Regions from separate parts of the Mus musculus genome. Here regions 2 and 3 are each linked to region 1. A link is a contact called in public ChIA-PET and HiChIP or PLAC-seq data. All regions are on one chromosome and are shown on one strand. Each heading gives the region's core, a stretch centred on a gene start, on an enhancer-like site or on the middle of the called end of the contact. The rest is flanking DNA. Distances are from core to core; before and after follow the strand shown. Region 1 has its middle 6.7 kb from the start of Zc3h12d. Region 2 holds the start of Gm30820 (a long non-coding RNA gene). Region 3 has its middle 58 kb from the start of Gm30820.

The links. ChIA-PET counts read pairs in DNA pulled down with a chosen protein or histone mark. HiChIP or PLAC-seq counts read pairs in DNA pulled down with a chosen protein or histone mark.
Region 2: a contact with region 1 is called in a BATF HiChIP or PLAC-seq map of CD8 T cells, with 7 read pairs. The contact joins two enhancer-like sites. A contact is called at or near these places in 3 of 39 promoter capture datasets (the 3T3-L1 cell line, neutrophils and stem cell-derived epiblast-like cells), 1 of 115 datasets of contacts at active chromatin or transcription factors (CD8 T cells) and 3 of 9 other capture datasets (adipose tissue, liver and pancreatic islet).
Region 3: a contact with region 1 is called in an RNA polymerase II ChIA-PET map of memory CD8 T cells, with 37 read pairs. The contact joins two enhancer-like sites. A contact is called at or near these places in 6 of 39 promoter capture datasets (the 3T3-L1 cell line, 3T3-L1-derived adipocytes, the C10 cell line and 3 more), 2 of 115 datasets of contacts at active chromatin or transcription factors (memory CD8 T cells and microglia) and 2 of 9 other capture datasets (adipose tissue and embryonic stem cells).

Annotation. Positions count from the first base shown.
Region 1 is chr10:7,823,458-7,828,099 of GRCm38.p6, forward strand. No RefSeq gene overlaps it. Among named protein-coding and RNA genes, the nearest start is that of Zc3h12d, 6.7 kb to the right of the region's middle. Within about 2 kb of position 1,369, at least 47 of the 459 cell types and tissues checked have an H3K27ac peak or open chromatin away from gene starts, as enhancers often do. A contact at or near this core is called in CD8 T cells and memory CD8 T cells, where this site is marked.
Region 2 is chr10:7,975,400-7,980,007 of GRCm38.p6, forward strand. It overlaps Gm30820 (a long non-coding RNA gene), which reads left to right and starts at 4,481. Exons shown (of 7, transcript XR_871447.1): 1 at 4,481-4,608. Within about 2 kb of position 1,257, at least 34 of the 459 cell types and tissues checked have an H3K27ac peak or open chromatin away from gene starts, as enhancers often do. A contact at or near this core is called in CD8 T cells, where this site is marked.
Region 3 is chr10:8,035,440-8,039,780 of GRCm38.p6, forward strand. No RefSeq gene overlaps it. Among named protein-coding and RNA genes, the nearest start is that of Gm30820, 58 kb to the left of the region's middle. Within about 2 kb of position 2,057, at least 62 of the 459 cell types and tissues checked have an H3K27ac peak or open chromatin away from gene starts, as enhancers often do. A contact at or near this core is called in memory CD8 T cells, where this site is marked.

The DNA of each region.
Region 1 (4,642 bases), core at 119-2,618:
TGGAACTCACTTTGTAGACCAGGCTGGCCTCAAACTCAGAAATCTGCCTGCCTCTGCCTCCCGAGTGCTGGGATTAAAGGTGTGCGCCACCATGCCTGGCTGAAGCTGTTGTTTTAACCAGGTGGTTTCCCCCCCCCCCTTTTTTTTTGTTTAGTTTTATTGTTTTTATTTTATTGTTTTACTTTAATGGGGTTATTTGTAACCCAGCCTGACCTCAAACCTAGCCGAGTATGAGGTTGAACTTCTGGACCTCCTGTCCAAATTTGCAGAGATCTGGAGTTATAAATGTGTACCACCACGCCTGTATTATGTGGTTTTAAGGACTGCTAAACAAGCCCTCTACCAGCGGACTTCCATTCTTTGTTTTTGAGACTGTGTAGCCTTGGTGGCCTGGAACTCACTATGTAGTCCAGGCCTTGGCCTTGAACTCCTAGAGATCTGCCTGTCTCTGCCTTCCAAATGCTGGATTAAGAGTATGCACTACTATGCCCAGTCTCACTAGGTGATTTTAATTATAATTTTAGTCATAACCTGGTTATGTGTCTTGATGAGATATGGGGCAGTAATCTGAATTACTACTGCGTATATCTAGGTGAAGTGCCCCATAATTTCTGTCTCAGATTTGGCTTCAGGGTTTAGGTGAGCCCCACCTTTCCCTCTTAGGTGCTGCCATTGAAAGGAGAATCTTCTACCTCCCACTGTACTAGATGAAACCAGCTTTCGGTGATTTTCCATTGGCTTTTGGGAAAAAAAAAAAAACAAAAAACAAAAAACAACAGCAAGTACATTTTGCATTAAAGTAGTTACTTCAAACCCCAGATTGCTCATTAATACAGCTTCAGTTTAGGCTGTTAATCTTTTTGTTTGTTTGTTTGTTTGTTTGTTTGTTTTCTGAGACAGGGATTCTCTGTATAGCCCTGGCTGTCCTGGAACTCACTTTGTAGACCAGGCTGGCCTCGAACTCAGAAATCTGCCTGCCTCTGCCCCCCCCCCCCCCCCCAGTGCTGGGACTAAAGGCGGGTACCACCACCACCCGGCTAGGGTGTTAATCTTTTACCAGTTGAATTTTCAAAGACTTTGGCCAGCACTCTTAATAGTTCTTTAGTAGGCTGAGAGGCTGAGTGAGAACCTCCGTGTTGTCTCAGCAGTTGGACCAGTTCCTTTAATAAACTGAATTTTGGTCAGTGGAAATTTAATCTAAGTTTGACATTTCATACCTGGAAGGTTGAGTCACAGAGAATACATAACAGATAGTAAAATCGAAATCTCAGAAGCTTCACCTTTAAGTGGCTGTTGCTAGGAGACTATGCTTTGATGGGAAACTTGAGAGAAGGTTGTTTCCTGTTAAGTGATCATGTGGAGATCCCCTTCTTTTCAAAACGGACTCTGTGTCAAAGCAAATAACACCAGTTATTCTTGCTGGTCTTTATTCCTACGTGTTTATAACCCACCCAGGTCTGGGAAATATGAGTAATGCTAAGAGTTAGCAGTCTTACATTTCGCCTCCTCTATTCCTTGTTCGTTTGAGCAGGCAGACGGGTGAGCTGTTGAGTGTTTTCATTGTGCAGTTTAAAAATGGTATTGTGAGGGCTGCCAAGCACCTCATCCAGTAAAGACGCATGTCACCAAGCTTGGATTTGACCCTTGGGTTCTACATGTGCCCCGTGACGTCTGCAAGCACACACTAAATATATGTGATTTTTTTTTTTTTTTTTTTTTTTTGAGATAGGGTTTTTCTGGCTGTCCCAGAACTTGCTCAGTAGACCAGGCTGGCCTTGAATACAAAGATCAGCCAGCCTCTGCCTTCTTGAGTTGTTCTGGGATTAAAGGTGTGTGCCACTGCTCAGCCAACTCAATGATTTTTTTAAAACCTGTGTTGATGGTATTCCCTTTGGATTGCTGGGAAGCTGACCCACACAGTAACATATTAGCAATAGTGTGTATAAAAAGAGAAGTTGGGGGATGCGGCTAGAATTCTAGAACTCTACCACAGTGACCCCTGGTTCCTGAAAACAGTTTTGCTTTGTACTGTTTCCTTGGTGTGGTGGAGAGGCTTGGCTTTCCAGTTGGGAAGCTTGATTCAGAAACAAAAAGGTCGGTGCCAGATGTAGGAGCAGAAAACTATGGGAACACGTGGTGATGGGCTGACCAAAGCAGAGGATTATAAAGAGAAAGGAAGGGCCCACAGACAGGAGGGAGCGGGAAGCAAATCCAGAAAGCCTGCATTTGATTCTTAGGCGGTAGAGAAGCTGAGCACATTCCTAAGGAGGAAAGTGGTAGAGTGTAGCCAAGGAAAGTGGGTTCTGCAACAGGCTGGTTCCACAGCCCCCATTGCTTTGAACATAACTCATTCCATATTCGCGCCTCGTGCAACCCCAAACCAGATTTAATCCAAGTTACTTTCCCAGAGTAGGTGCAGAAGTCTGGATTTGAGACATAGAATGGGCCTTCCATCAATAATAATAATAATAAAAATCACAAAAAGTCTATGGTCTCTGCTCCACGATCACTCATTGACGAAGGCCAGCAGTTCAAGGGTCTGGAGTGGCTACAGATGGGTGTGGTTTGGGCGAGACTTTGATACACTGGGAGCAGGATTAGTAGAGCTCCCTAGTTAACGTGGTCTCTAGTCCCATAGTGGGCCACTTCTCATACTGTCTTGGGGGCAGTCGCCCTGTGCAACTCATCTTCATACACACGGCATGCAGTGGAGCCTTGTCTTACTGTAATCTCATTGGACGGCAGATATCTTTACCTTCAGAAGGGTTGTTTCACTGTTACATTGATAATCATCTACTATTCACAAACCAAAGGCACAGATTCATTGCCTTACCCCCTCGCATGCTCACAGGAAATAACGTGATGTCTCATCTCGACACTTGCTCTGTTTGGGAGCCTGTGTCCACAGCCTCCGCATGACAATGATGCTGCAGCACACGGTAGCAGCTTGAGGGTGCTAATGATTCTTTCTAGCTTCTGGTACGTTCCTTGGCTTACAGTTACACCACTTTAAGCTTAGCCTCTGCCTTCACATGGCCTTTACCCTGCATCTCTATGTCTGAGTCTCCCTCTCCTTATTTCTAATAAGAATGCTAGCCATTACATCAGGGCCCCCTCACGGCTGTACAACTCCAGCTTACCTGAGTAACTTTTACAGAGACTATTTTCAAATAAAGTTATGTTCACAGAAGAAATCAGAACTTGAACATGTTTTAGGACAGGGGTCAGGGTAAGGGCATGGTAGCTTGTCACCTTTCTTGTGGGGTGAGGTGCTATGGGGCTCAAGAAAAGCTTCTATAGTGTTTTGGCCAGAGACCAACAGAGGATGCCGGGATAAGCCTTGGAGCCTATGTTTCTAAACAATGTGGCCAGGGTTCAAGGCTTCATGTAGCATGTGCAACACCCCTCATTGTTGCCTGTGCTCATCTTAGTTCCTCTGTTAGTGACCATCAGCCCTCATGTCTTTTGGTTCATTGGTTCATAGCATTTCTTCTTAGGGATGAATGGAGTACTAAGCATGAACCACATCACATTTCCCTTGGGGGAGGGGCTCGCTGAAAAATCTAAGATTTTTCTGGATTCTAGGAAAGGCAGGTCTTCCAGAGTCAAGAATGGCCTGTTAAAGCTAAGCATTACTCCACTCATGATATGACCCCAACCATAAAATCATTTTCATGGCTACTTCATAACTGTATTTTTGCTGATGTTATGAATCATAATATAAGTATCAGATATGCAGGATATCTGATATCTGTCTCCCATGAAAGGGTTGTTGAACCCCAAAGGGGCCATGACCCACAGGTTGAGAACCACTGGTACCGTAGGCGTGTGAGGTCAGTAGCTTGGATTGTACAAAGACAGTAGAACGCTACAGAGCACCCTGCAGGGCCATTGCTTCTGTCTGATGTTACTCACAAGGCCTGCAGTCCTGAGAAGATATGCCTGATTTTTGGAAGGCCAGACTTTCCCACATTTGGATCTGTCTAATAGCTCTGCACCGGAGGAGACAATCTGTTTTCTCAAGCTATGGTGTCACGATGGCCCAGAAATGAAAAAAAAAAAAAAAAAGGTTTTTCCTAAACTGTAACCAAACAACCTGTGTGTGATAGTAAGTAAAAATAATTGAATTGGTTTTTATTTTATATGTATGAATGTTTTGCCTGTATGCATGCATGTATGTATGTATGCATGTGTACTGGTTGGTTTTGTGTCAACTCGACACAGCTGGAGTTATCACAGAGAAAGGAGCTTCAGTTGAGGAAGTACCTCCATAAGATCCAGCTGTAAGGCATTTCCTCAATTAGTGATCAAGGGGGAAAGGGCCCTTGTGGGTGGTGCCATCTCTGGGCTGGTAGTCTTGGTTCTATAAGAGAGCAGGCTGAGCAAGCCAGGGGAAGCAAGTCAGTAAAGAACATCCCTCCATGGCCTCTGCATCAGCTCCTGCTTCCTGACCTGTTTGAGTTCCAATCCTGACTTCCTTGGTGATAAACAGCAGTATGGAAGTGTAAGCCGAATAAACCCTTTCCTCCCCAACTTGCTTCTTGGTCATGATGTTTGTGCAGGAATAGAAACCCTGACTAAGACAGCATGTATGTATATATGTATGCATGTATAAATGTATGTTCAGAAGAGAGGATCAAAT
Region 2 (4,608 bases), core at 7-2,506, 150 kb after region 1:
TTGTACAGTTAAAGAACAAACATAAGCCCCGTCCTCATTTGGCATGAGAGAGAAGATTTAATCCAATCCCCAGCGGGAAGTGTTGATTGATAATAAAGTAAAAAACAGCAGGGGCGGGTGGAATGCACTTAGACAGTTATGGAATTAACCCCTATAGCTGGGATTATTTTACAATTTAAGAAATTTTATCGGGAGAAAATGAGTTTATGTTATTTGCTCCTAAAATAAGAAAAATGAACATTTCTATGTGACCTAAAACATCTTCAATATTTTAATTATTTCTTAGAGAAAAACAGGAAACTCTTGCTTCCTAATTCATAAATAAATCAAAGAGACCAGGTAACTGATTTGAGATCACGCGAGGGTAGTAAATAGTAAATTCTTCTGCTGATGCTGCCTTTTTGTTTCGTTGAGGCAGAATCTCACTGTGTAGCTCCAGCCTGGAACTCACCATGTAGACCAGGCTGGCTGCAAATTTGCAAAGAGCCACCTGCCTCTGTTTCCTGAGTGTTGGGATTAAAGGTGTGCATCACCATGCCTGGCATGTACTGCATTCTTGATTTAAAATGACATCTTTCTACCTTTAACATTGCATGTTTTACCCCAGAGAAAAATGTGTTCCCACATGTGGGAAGCCACATGTGCCGTTGCAGAGTAGCGCTGACTACTGCTGGCCACCACACATAAGTTTGGACAAACAACCAATGTGTACATATGCAGTAAAGTTTTTTGCAAAGACACTGCCTGGCCCGGGCATGATAATGAGGCTTTGAGAGTATAACCAATCAGATGTGAGACATGCAAATGAGGTTTGATAATGAGGCTCTGTGAGGTACAGAGAGAGAGAGTAGCCAATCAGATGAGGAACATGCAAATGAGGCTTAGTGCATAACCAATCCGGGTGTGAGACACGCCTCTCCTAGGCCTATATAAGCAGCACCAGTTCTGGGCTCGGGGTCTCTTCGCCTCTGCAATCAAGCTCTCCTAATAAACGTGTGCAGAAGGATCCTGTTGCAGAAGGATCCTGTTGCAGCGTCGTTACTGCTGGCCAGTCCGGCGCACGCAAGACCTACAGCTTATCACAACGACCCACGCGACTCCAAACCATCAGAATAACTGTGACGATAATTATTGGTATGTTTGCATGGGGCTTGTCCCTCAGCGAGCACGTGTGCACGGGTGGGGGTTGGTCCTCTGTGTGGCAGTATCAAGGTACAGAAGCATTGAGAAGTGGGGCCTAGGAGGAAGTACTATTGAGGTTATTGTGCCAGCTGCCTTCAGTGGGGTTAATGTGGTTCTGGTGGAATCCAGTCAGCTCTCACCACAGCTGGCTGTGATAACCGGTTGTTGTCTAGTTTGCTTCCTTGCTGTCACCATCTTGCATGTGCCTTTCCTATACTGCTACCAGAGGCTGAGGAGTAGAGCGATGCAATTGTAGGCTTAGAATTTTGAAAACCTACTTTCATAAGGGTTCTCCTTAAAACTTTTTTGACAGTTTGGAATTTGGCAAATGAAAATAGATGATGAGAATGCATTGTATATGGTATACACTTTTAATGAAGCCCATAATTATATATAATTAACATACCTCGAATAAAACATTAAAAAGAAGAAGATAGGATTTTTTTTTTTTTTTTTTTTTTTTTTTTTTTTTTTGGTTATAGTTCTGGTTGATCCAGGAAGTGTGGAATTCTGGACTCTGTCAATTATTTAACAGTCTGATGACCTTGGTCTGGTTTTTTTTTTTTTTTTTTTTTTTTTTTGGCTCAAGGGTCCCTCATGACAGGGAAATTGAGACAGGAAAGTGACTTGCTTGATGCAGTTTTCAGCATCATATCTACAATTAGGAAGCAGAGATGGATGTTTGTGCTCACGTTTCCTCTTTATACACAATCTTGAATCCCAGCCCAGGGAATGGCTGAACCCACAATAGGCCATCTTCCTAAAGTTAGTTAACCTAATTAAGATTATCCCCCATTCCCACAGGTCCGTCTTCCAGTGGACTTAAGATCTCAACTAGAAAATTGAAATTAGCTATTATAGGTCTTTTAAGAGGTAACGTTATCATGAGGTTGTTAAGACCAATCCTAATCTGATATGACCACTGTCCCTCTGCCCTTGTAAGTTAAAGGGGGCTGTGGAGATGCCCCAGTTGGGGAAGGGTGCTTGCTGATAGTATGGAGTACCTGCATTTGATCTTCAGAATCCATACAGTGAAGAGAGAACTCACTTTCGAAAACTGTCCTCTGACTCCACATATAAGCCATAGTGCATGCATGCACAGCTAGCTAAAGCAACATACATTTAAAAAATGAACAAATTGGAATATAAACAGACACCAAAGGGAGATCACACAAAGTCAGGGAGGAGGCAGCCACCTGCAAGCCTCAGAAAGAGGCTGAAACATCTTCTCTCACAGCCTTCTATAGCCGGTCTTAGCTACTTTCCTCTTTTTCTCACCCTTTATCCCCCTGGTTTCACCCCCATCACTAGATAGGAGAAAAAGAAGGATAGAGAGGAGAGATAGATCCTGAACCTATTTTCTTTCTTATTGTTTCTTCTTTGAGCACCACTACTGACCACAACCAACCTCCCTGGATGACCAACAACCATCCAGACCTCTCGAAGGCCCCTAACATCTATATACCCTCTGAAAGTGCCGAGAATTCCAAATGTCACACAGTTACTGGAACCATCTGCAGCTGGAAATCACGCCCCTGCTGGAGCATGAGGCAAGTCATAGTCAGCTTCTATGAAGAATCTGAAGCAGCCCGATATCCCACACCTGGGATCAAAACAAAACCGTATTCTTATACTTCTCTGTGTGTGGGTTTTTTCTTAAGAAACCAAAATTCCAAAATTGTCACTATAGCCCTCAGAAGGAACCTACTTTGTAGACACTGTGATGTTGCAATTTTGTATCCAGGACCTTGAGCAAATAACTATCTCTGATTCAAACCAGTAGATACTTTGTTGGCCCCAGAAAACTCACAAAAACTAAAGAGAGTAAAGTCAGAAACTTTGAAATTGGATGCCTAGCTTGCACAGAAATGCCAGGGTTTATAGCTCATCACTCACAACTTTGTATTTTTTGTCAGCCCCCCCCACCCCCAGGAGAACTAAGTTTGCTATTTCATGTTTGATACTTTCTTGTCTCTGCCATGGAAACAATAGTAATAATAATTTTTAAAACTCACTTTATTGGATTTACTGTGTGTCTTAGTTAGGGTCTGCATTGCTGTGAAAAGACACCACAAACAAGGCAACTCTTATAAGGACAACATTTAATTGGGGCTGGCTTACAGGTTCAGAGGTTCAGTCCATTATCATCAAGGTGGGAGTATGGCAGCGTCCAGGCAGGTATGGTGCTGGAGAAGCTGAGAGCTCTCTACATTTTGTTCCAAAGGCAAACAGGAGCAGACTGACTCTTCTACACTGGGAGGAGCGTCAAACCCATGCCCCCACACTGACACACTTCCCCCAACAAGGCCACACCTCCTAACAGTACCACTTCCTATGGGCCAAGCATATTCAAACCACCACACTGTTGTCAGGAAGCTTAGCTTGAGAAGGTGGTTTCTGGAGTCATTATTATTTTTAAGAGCAGCCTAGCTCGTTTGGAAAACCACTCTGTCTGTCAACATTTTAGTCAGAGGTGACCTCATGATGTGTACCTGGAAAAACCAATTTATTCACTTCATCAAAAAATTCAAGCTCTGAAAATTGAGAAAGAATAAAATCTTAATTAGCTTGTGTTATATGATTTTTTTTCAATTAAAGAAAAACAAAGGGATTTAATTAGATTAAAAATGCTAAGGAAATAGGTTGTATTGCTAGTTATGAAAAGACTCAACTTTTGAATAAGGTCATTGTTAGTTTGTAGAGACGTTAGAGATGTTTTTGTTTTCAAATAAAAAATGTGCTGGGCTTCTTAATTCATGACCTTTATGCTTAATTTGCTTACTGGAGCATCATTGACAGCATAGTCCAGTGCAGTTTTAAAACTAGCTTAATGATTGATTCTGCCTCTATAAAAATGTCTGCTGTTCCTTTATTCTCCTTTTTAAAATAGGTAGATATTCTAGAGATGCTTTCTGGCAGGTTTAGACCTGCAGTGTTGTTCAATCCCTGGCTTAGAATTAGCTTAGCTGCTCCAATCACTGATTCTAAATGTGTGCTTAAATTGGTTTTCATTTAGATTTCTTTGCTTTGTTTCATGTGTATGCGCGTCTCGCCTGCATGAAGGCCTGGTACCCTTTGAGGTCAGAAGAGGGCATTAGATTTCCTGGAGTTGGAGTTATGGTTGCTTGTGAGCCACAACTGCAGTTAAATAATGTGTAAAAACAAACATTTAATCAGATTTTTAATTATCATTTTAACCAAGCTTTCTTCTTTCCCCTGTTTTTCTCTTCCCTTCCCTCCCACCTTCTTCCCCCGTTTCTTTCCCCCTCCCTCCTCCCCTCCCTCCCTCTTCCCCTCCCTCTCTCCCTCCCTCTCTCCCTCCTCTTCGACAAGGACTTATGTAGTTGAAACTGATCTTGTAACCAAGAATAGCTTTACTTCAAATTCTTGATTCCCCCCTTACCTTCCATCTCTACCTCCCAAGTG
Region 3 (4,341 bases), core at 807-3,306, 210 kb after region 1:
CAGCCCAAGTATCCTGAAGGCCAAGAGATTTGCCTTCTAATTCTTGAAAGCTTTCTTTCTGTGAGTATCAGTTGAAAGTGGGCTGCCATCCCCAGTGAGTGAGCTCCAATTTCCTCCTACAGTTCTTTGCTCTCTTGCCAAAAAAAGTAAGTGTAGCCAGCACACCAAGGAAGTACCCTGCTTTCAGTGCTCCTGAAATGCCAAGGATCCATCTGACCCTGCCAACACATTTAGTGTCATTTCCCAACCTTTCTTGTGTGTTAACAGTAAGGCAGGACAAAAATAGACCTTCTGTTAACTACAGGCCATCCTCACAGCTTTGTAGGGCAAAAAGCTATAGAATCATTCTGCTTGCAGACTTCCCTGTGCTGTATGGATTGCGGTTGGTTAGGACAATTGATTAACTTATCATTCAGGAAATGGAGCCGACCATCTCATGGATCAGTGAGCTTGGCTCTAATCTCCAGCTAGGGAAGTTGATACTTTCAATTCTAAAGTCTGTAGGCCCTTTTTCCAGGCACCTAATCTAGCAAACCTCTATTGCTCGTCTAAATTGAACTGTAAACCTCCTTCTTTAAGGCCTAAGACTCAAGCGCCCTGGCAATCAGGAGGAGCCAGAGACTTAGGCAGAGGGACAGAAAAGTCACAGCTCTCAGATTTCTGAGCCCTCAGAAGTTTCTATGGGCCAATGCTTGTAAAGTGGGGATAGCAGTTCTGTGACTGAGCCCTAACAGCCACAGTGATGGAGCCCATGCTGCATACTGGAAGGTCAGTGAAAAGTCAACTCTTCATGCAGGGTGAAGCTGGAGGGCTACTGAATTTTGGAGGATTGTTGCTTTGGGTGTGTGTGTGTGTGCCGGTACATGTGTGTTATCCTCAGGACTATCATCTACTCCTTTAAGAATATCTCACTGGGAACCAATTAGGCAAGACAGACTGGCTAGTGAGCCCCAGGGATTCTCTTGTCTTCTTCTGCCCAGCACTGGGATTACACATAAGCCTCACTTTGGCTCTCTTACATGGGTTCTGCGGCTCAAATTCAAGTTCTTATGCTCAAAAGGCACTACTTTATTGACCAAGCTAGCTCTCTGGTTCCCATTGTTTCTTATTAACAGGTAATCCTAAGTAACACAGCCGACTATAAGATTCTTGCATTGTTTAATTAATTTCATCAGTCTCGTCCAGGATGTGTTTAGCCTGGAGGAGCAGACAGGAAAGCTGGGATTTCATTACACAAAGTCTATTCAGCCAAACTTGAACCTTTGGGCATTCAACTGAACTTGGAGCCAAGCCTGCCTGCCTGCCTGCCTGCCTGCCTTCCTTCCTTCCTTCCTTCCTTCCTTCCTTCCTTCCTTCCTTCCTTCCTTCCTTCCTTCCTTCTTTCCTTCCTTCCTTCCTTCCTTCCCTTTCCCTCCCTCCCTCCCTCCCTCCCTCCTTCTTCTTCTTCTTCTTCTTCTTCTTCTTCTTCTTCTTCTTCTTCTCTCTCTCTCTCTCTCTCTCTCTCTCTCTCTCTCTCTCTCTCTCTCTCTCTCTCTCTCTCTCTCTCCTTCTCCCCTCTTTGGTTATTCTAAGTTTTTACCCATTTATTGGAGAGGTATTTCCATAGATTACAACTAGCCAGTGTTTTAAACAATTGTAACTAGAACTGGAGAGATTTAAAGCTTGGGATCCAATAGCTTGACCACTAAAAGAGTAAATAAAACAACCTAATAGCTTTAAAAAATGAATAAGGTGCTGATCTGACATTGCAGGTCCCTTATAAGGATGGCATTTGGGATTAGAGTTGACAGGGGTTGAGAGCAGAATCTTCCCAAGTAGGGGAGGGAGGAAAGGGCCCTCCTTGCAGGCCCATCTATAGTTTCCATCAAATCCCCCAAATTGCTTTTCCTACTGAGCTTCACACAGCCAGGCTCTCTATGCCCTGCCAGGCACTGTAGGGGCTTCAGTTTCTGTCATGGAGCAAAGTCCTTCAGCATTGATGTGGCTCACAGAGTCCCCCAGGTACTAAACAACCCTTCTCCTCTCCGGGGGATGACTGCCTCACTCAGCAAAGGGAGGTGACAGGGGAAAGGCATCTGGTGTGGTCTGGTGTAGGAAAAGCTTCTCGTTGCCAGCACACACACACACACACACACACACACACACACACACACACACCACCACCACCACCACCACCACCACCACCACCACCACCGTCTTTAAAGACTTGCTAGTATGTGCACAAAGCACACATTTTCTTTGTTAGCTGAAGCACGGCAGGGCAGGGTTTCACTTTGCACAGTTGACAGTTTCACCCTTATTCCTTCATTTGGTTTCTGACACCGTGTATTTTTCTTCCCTCTTTGGTTTTGGCATCTTTGCCACTTTCTCTTTTTTATCTGTCTCTTTACTCACCTCCCGTCCCTTACGATGCCTACCCTTAGGTTTCAGGCAGCTGCCTTGCCGATTTTCCCTATGGATTTCTGTAAGTTTCATCTGTTAAAGGCCCCCATGTACTAGCCTTGTCTATTTTTATCACCAGGGCCGCTCTTTGCTGCCGTCACTCTGACGGTCGGTCTCCCAAACAATAGAAGAATGATTCTATTTGGGGTTCAATATGTCCTTCTCTCATGGGGGCTCATTCAGTATAATATAACATCTGTGCTGGTTCTTTAAACACATGAATGCATGCAAAGTACACACAGTGCAAACACACACACACACACACACACACACACACACACACACACACACACACACACTTCTGTTTCACTAATTGGCCATGGCTATCCCAGGGGTTTCTATGGTTCTTAGAGGCCACTGCAGTTGAATGGGCACTTAGGGACTCCTAAATTGAGCACATTAAAAAAAACTGATTTAGAGGGAGTTTGACAAAGGCCCTTTTAATTATTTTTCCCCCTGCTTTGCTATGGCTGGTCAGAGCCTGGTCCCTGAGTCATTAGGGGGCCCAACCATTAGATGTTCCTGCTTACTCTGCAAATGTAACAGGCTTATCACGTAGAACTCTGTCTCCAGCTGGTTTAAAATGTAGGTGGTGCCAGTGGGTAGCAGCTGTTACAGGCTGCTGAGCCAGGAGACACCGGGACGTCTCTGGGTGTGAAGAGGTCAGAACCCAGGACCCTGTATAGTACACTGATCCCTGTGTTTTCTATACACTGGCACTCTGAAGGGCAACCAGCCCTTTCAGGGTCTCCAGGTGCCCGCCCTGTCCTTGTCATCCAGAACCCAGGAAAGCTTAGCACTGGCTTTCAACGTGAGGCCAGACTACTTAGTCACATCGAAAATAATGAATAATTCGTACATTTGTAATTCAAATGTTCACACTGATGCATAATTCAAATGAAAAGCTGTTATTAGGACTGAGGAACACATGGATTTGGTTCACAACTTTGTTTTTAAATTTCCAATTATTATTTGCCTTGGGTTTCAAGGCTGAGCCACTTCTATTTTTGCAGCTGTTTTATCTGAGTTGGCGCACCGAGCTCGATGGCTGTGCTGATCAGATCAGGGAGGGACAGGTACCAATTGGCTTTTTCTATTCCTATGACTGAGTTAGTGTCATCTTATTCTCCCTCCAGGGCTATGAAGCTCCCTTCTTCAAGTATCCTAGCAGAATCTTAAAGACATTAAGAGAAGTTGAAATCACACACAAAATGAAGAAACTAATTCAGAAGGTCTTCATGTACCCACCCAGTAATAAGAGCTTTCCAGACTTCCTTTGCCACCCCACTGGTTACTTTAAATTCCACAATGAGAAAACATTTTGTCTCAGCAAGTTGTCTTGGCTTTTAGAAAGAATGGTTGTGCCTTCCCCCCATCATCTGGGAAAGGCTCCCCAGAGCAACTGTAAATGAGGACAGTTAGAGCTTCCTGAAAGGGGAAAGGCCAGCTGCAAGACAGCCTTACCTCCAGTGACATGACGTAAGAAACAGGTCCCTTGAAGGAATGCCCTGAAGTGCCTTGGCTCCCCTCTGGCCCTGACCAGTGGCCTGGCATCATGGGAATGTGCCCTGTCGGCAAGTTGGAGGTAACATGATGCTCTTTCTCTGGAAGCCTGTATCAAGTGTTTTGGTTTTCTCAGACTTGCTTACAGCTTGGGATAAGGATCCAAACTCTGCACAAGCAAGCCATGCTCTTTATATGTATACAAAACATGGTGAATTGTAAAGTTAGGGGTCAGAGTTTTCTGAAGCCAAGAAAGGAATGAAATTGAAAATGGATATCTTAGATATGAATACCACAACTGACGTCCATAATCCTCTAAGTACCTGCAGAAAAAATATAGGAATTTGCCTATTATTTCTACTTTCTGTTATTGAGATAGCACAGCAAGAAAAAAAA